Linked DNA regions of Mus musculus: region 1 is linked to region 2. Evidence: chromatin contacts called from public capture Hi-C data. All regions are on one chromosome and are shown on one strand. The core of a region is the stretch at or near the end of the contact, and the rest is flanking DNA. Distances in the headings are between cores, read along the strand shown.

Evidence for each region. Capture Hi-C pulls out chosen DNA fragments and counts their contacts.
Region 1: a contact with region 2 is called in a capture Hi-C map of macrophages, with 2.9 times the contacts expected there. The contact joins the promoter of Ddx60 here to the promoter of Sh3rf1 in region 2. A contact is called at or near these places in 2 of 39 promoter capture datasets (both in liver), 1 of 484 Hi-C or Micro-C datasets (CD4 T cells) and 2 of 9 other capture datasets (adipose tissue and macrophages).

What each region holds. Positions count from the first base shown.
Region 1 is chr8:61,926,761-61,929,460 of GRCm38.p6, forward strand. Ddx60 (DExD/H box helicase 60) reads left to right here and starts at 1,327. Exons shown (of 38, transcript NM_001293783.1): 1 at 1,327-1,516.
Region 2 is chr8:61,222,763-61,225,462 of GRCm38.p6, forward strand. It overlaps Sh3rf1 (SH3 domain containing ring finger 1), which reads left to right and starts at 1,409. Exons shown (of 12, transcript NM_021506.2): 1 at 1,409-1,584.

The DNA of each region.
Region 1 (2,700 bases), core at 77-2,576, 700 kb after region 2:
GCTCTCCTGAGGTGCCAGCTTACTCTTGGTCAGCTGGCTGTGTAAAGAACTCACAGTGCTCACAGTTGGCTTAATAAGCATGGAGATTTGTAACCTGGAGTAGATTATTTCAATTTCATTCCTTGGTTTGTGGTTTTCCATCATCTTCATAGAGTCTTGCTAGAAGACTACATATGTAATCAAATTACCAGCCTGAATTTCTGCCTCTGTCACCACATTAAGAACCTGCTTATGATTATTTTGGGCCCACCTGAGATAATCCACTTATATCATGCTCCTTGGTTTAGGCTATGCGTGCAGTATCTATTACCACAGTTACCACAGTCTCAAGGAATTAGGTCGCTGACTTAAATTGGAGGGAACAGGAAAGGGTGACATTTTCTCACCCAGGAGGACAAAGCCTCAACAAAGCCCAGACACCTCTACCTTTTCAGGTAGTATTTTAATGTAAAGGAGGACAGAAAGGGTGGGACCTTTTCTTACTGTTACCAAGGAAACAGGGGCTAGGTCAAAAGCTGACCATGAGGGAAGGGTCCATTCTTAATGGCCTTCAAAACAATGGATGTTTCTCAAGTTATCTCAACACATTGCATTCTGTTGCTCTTTCCCCATGGATGAGAGTTCTGCCAGTGCCTGACAAAATAGCTTTTGGTCCCATTGTTGTCACGGTCACCCAAATGCAAGAGTCCCCCACTTTCTAGAATTCCAATATTGAAAATAGAATTGTCATATTTAGAGCCTTCCTAAAGTTCAGCAAGCATAGGATACTAAGCAAGCCAGCTTTCAAACCCAAATTTCAGGTATTGACAGGTAAAAAACCAAGCCAAACCAAATCAAACAAAATCAAAGGAAAGAAAAGTTATTAAGGCTGAGATAAAAGTAGGCTCCATTTTCAGCTTGTTTAGTAGTGCCATTCGGCTAAAGAAGATCCCAAATGGATTAATCACAGGCTTCAATAATAGACTCATGTAATCTCAAATTCCTACCTACCTTTAAAATACTACCTGAAAAGGTAGAGGTGTCTGGGCTTTGTTGAGGCTTTGTCCTCCTGCTGTCGTTAGCACAGTAGGAGCAATTGGCACAGCGCCCGGAGTTCTGCTGCTACAGCCTCTCCAATGTTGCCTTGCTTAGATGTCTCCAGATTTCCCTGTCAAATCCTCCTCCTTACCTCAAGAATCCCAAAGCCTCTGGTTTTCCTACCTTAACAGTACTAACTTTACCAAAGGATGCGCAAAGCTGCATTCACCAAATGCTCTTTGATTAGTGATGAATGGAAACCGAAACTTAAAGCTTCTGGGAGCAGAAGAGAAACCGAAACTATCCTTCACTTATAAAAGGCGGCCTGAGAGACTCACAAGTTGCCACTTTTTGGAGCTAGCGATTGGTCTTAGGTCTCCTGTGGTCGACTGTGTGCTTGCTTGTTACCTGCAGCGCGGACCAGCGCGCTCAATACCTGCTGCGCAGACCAGCGGTTCTCTGCACGTAGCAGGTCCAGGTTCCCGGTCTGGGCTTCCCGGTGAGGCCAGGGGGTTGCTTCTGGGCTCGCCAGGGGATTGTAGGGCGTGCCTAGGTCAGAGTATCCCAAAAGAGGAGCTGGAGCGGAGCTGAGGGGACAGCACTAGGAGGTAGCTTTCAATGGGCAGTGGAGCACAGACCCACCTACCCCAGTGGCCAGTACTCGGTGGACCACAGAGGGAAGAGGTCTGAGTGGTGAGTGGCAGGGAAAAAGATGCCTGACTCAGTCTCTTGAGGATCCTTTGTAAACGGGTAGCTGGGATAGGGATCAATAAGTAGGGGCATTGGGGTGTGTGCACAGCCAATAAATGTTGAACATCCCCACCAATAGTTTTTCTCCTAGGTGCCGAATCGAATCGGGGCCCTACTTCAGGCTTCCAGAGCTAGAAGCAGAATGTGAAGAAAAACCCAGATGAATTGTAGTTGCCCTGAAATTGCAGTGGCTAAGACAAGTTATGCTTTACTGCAGAAATGCATCCCCCCACCCAATCTCTTCGTATGCTAGCCCTAGCAGTCTCCCTGGGCTTCCTGGTACTCCCCATGGAACCCAGGTTGGGCCAACTTGGAGTATCCCGCTGCCTCAGTCTCCCTGTTTGAGTCATCTGAGATTTAATGTATTCATGTGTAAGGAGCAGGGATTGATTTTCTGTTTCCTCATCACAAATCAGCACAAACTGAGTTGCTTTAAACACAATAGGTGTTTTATTTTACAGATTCTGTTTAGGCACAGGCTAAGTGCTTTTTGCAAAGCCCAGCATAGAACTCAAGATGTCTGCCAGGGCGGAGCCAGGTTCTGGGTGCTCATTTTGGTTCCTTGAGGTCAGTAAGAAGTCTGGAATTCTCTGATTTCTTGCAAGTTGTTGATTAAGGGTAACTCAGAGTCTGATACCTTCCATTGTCACACTTCAGGTCACTTCTCACAGGTGGCTGTACTTTCCAAGGATATAGGAGGCTTTCTCAATTAACTAACATGCCTCATTACCAGAGAGACTGTCCTGGTAATAAGGGTGTCAGGACGCCCAACATATATATACGTATATACATATATGCATATATATATACATATATACATACATACATATATACATACATACATACGTACATACGTACATACATACATACATATATACATATATGCATATACATATACACATATACACATATTCATATATACACATGTATGTG
Region 2 (2,700 bases), core at 159-2,658:
GAATGCTGTTTGTAGTTAACTATTTTTCTCCTCATTCTCTTCATCCATTTTTTTCCCCTTGCCTTTTTCAGCTCAATATAAACACATACTTGTTCTCCCTCTAACGGGAAAGGAAGTGGGCAATTATTTTTGGTATTCATACAGTCTAAGTCTCAGCATATTAATCTCTTTAGAACAAAGCTGGGAAGGATGACATAGAGAGCTGCTGTGAGGATGGAATTAATACGTTTAAGAGTTTAGTACGGTGCCTGGCTTAAAATGACTGATGATTGCTACTTGCTATAATTTTATTTTCTTAACTTGAATGATACTCACTTATCTATTTATTATTATGACTTAGCTGTGGCTCTGGTTGGAGATGAACTGATAACCCGAGATTCCTTTTCAATTCCTTATCAGCTTGGTTGGTGGCCTGGCAAGAATTTCATACACGATCTCTCTTGTGAAGTTACTTTTGGTAAACTGACAGTAAGTATAAATGAATCACACTCTTTGACAACATTTAACGCGTCTCTGAAATAAGTTTGACAAACAAGCCTACACACACACACACACACACACCCTTGGACACCCCTTTTTGCAAGCCCACATTTCAGAGAATACAGGTGTGTGCCCGGGGCAACAGAAACAGATTACAGAGATGATGATGATGGCTGCCTCCAAGGCGCAGATAAAAGAGGTATCCCCTAGCCAGCTTCAAGGCGCCGGCCCACCTGGGTCAGACTTTGAATTCACCCCATTTTAGGCAGGTAGGAAGAACCTCCCCAAGACTGGCTTTAATCTCCCACCTGTTTTTCTAGTTTTTTTTTTTTTCTTTTCCCTTTCTCATTCTGAATTTTAGGATCCGCATTTCTCCAAACTTGCTTGGATTTGTCTCCCTTGGCTGCTGCAGTGGGGGCTGATTGCTGGGTGGAAGAGGCGGGCCCCGGGATCCATAGGGTGGTCACTAACCCGGACTCCAGAACTAAGGGGTCTCACTTTGCTCTCTCTATATCCACCCAGGCAGTGTGCACGCCCAGCAAAGCGCGATCGGTTCCCGCCAGAGCCACTCCCTTCCCAGGCCACCGGGAAGAGTCGGTCTCCAGGCACCGGCCAGGCGGAGCCGGAGGCCGGCAGGGCGCCCTTGCCCCAGCCTCTTCCTGGTCCCTCGGCGCCACTCCCACCGCCCTCCTCCTGGGTAGCCCAAATTTGCTCGGGGTGCACGTCCTCGGGGCGTGAAGGCGCGGGTCCCCGAGCCTTCCTCCCGCTAAGTGCGTCCCCGAAGCTGCCGCCCGCTGGGGGCTCCAGCGCGGGTCCCCGAGCGGCGGGCGGCGCTGTGGTGCGTCCCTCCGGTCCCCGGGCGCCCGCTGCGCGCTGCCTCCGCCTCCTCCTCCTCCTTGGCGGCGTCGCGTTCCCCCGCCCTCCTTGCTGGGCGGGTGGGAGGCGGCGGCGGCGGCGTGCTGTGCGAGCGCGCGCGAGGGGGGCGGCCGTGAGGAGGCTCCCGGTGCCACCGCGGCGGCCGAGCCACACGGGCAGCGGGCTCGGCGGGGCTGCATCTACCAGCGCTGCGGGGCCGCGAACAAAGGCGAGCAGCGGAGGCGCGAGGTAGGGTGCGCGGCGAGTCGGAGACGCCGGGCGCGGGGTGGTGGCCGGTGGTCGCCCGCATCCCAGTGGTGCGCGCGGGTCGGTCCCCGCGCTTCCCCTTTGGGTCTCCGGGACCTGCCGGGAACGAGCCCCGCGGCCTCTCTCGTCTCTTCCGAAGCCTCTGCCGGGCCTTGGGGCCGCTCTCTCCCCGGACACAGCCGGGTCCCTTCTGCCTCTGGGGTGGCAGTCTCCGGGGACTGTCGCTGAGCTCATCCCCGCGGGGTCGCTAGTCTGCTTCCCGCCGCACTCAGTGGCGCTGACTTTGGCCAACTTAAGGCTGCATCTTTATTTTTCTTTAAGTCCTTGAAAACTTCCACCGATCGGTGTTGGGCAATTTTTTTTTTGTCCTGGATTTGACCTAAAGGGAGGCTGAGAGGAGGCAGCTGGGTGAGATTCCCTGTTTCTGGAGCTACCCGGCCGCAGCCTCAGCTCCTAGGACCATCTCTGTCCCCGGCTGGCGACACCTGGCTCTGGGGTGTGTTTGTGGCGAGCACCACGCCAAGGGGTTGGGGGCTACCTGTGCCCCACCGTGGGAAGAGGGGCGTACCCTGGCTCTCCCCAGAACCGACTAGTCAGGAACAGCTGTTAATGTAGCCTCCAAATCCTTTCACCCCCTCCCCACCTAGGCATCTACATTGGTTGGGGTGGTGGTGGTGGTGGGGACAGCGATGCACCAACTGGCTTCAAATACTCTTTCTCCTGAGGGGGCCGTTTTTCAGATGTACCCAGAGTTTTAAGCCTAGCATTCATTCCATCGTCGAATTTTGGTGAACATTTTACTAGATTTTTCTGAATGGGATTAAGACAAGCGGTTCAGAAATCTGTTTCAGAGTTTGTCAGCCATGCCGGAAAGGGTGATTTTTCTTGTAGCTATTTTCAAGCAGGTTTTGGCTATATCTTTTAGAATTGCCGACCATCAGCTCTGGGGGGTGGGGGGTGGGGGGCCTTAGATAAGATTAAGCTGTCTGTTCTCAGACAGGGAAGACACATATGTATTTAATATTGGGATCATTCACCCAGGGCAAGGCTTCTTAAATGATAACGGTGGCTTAAAAATTGGGAAGGTCGTTGGACTTA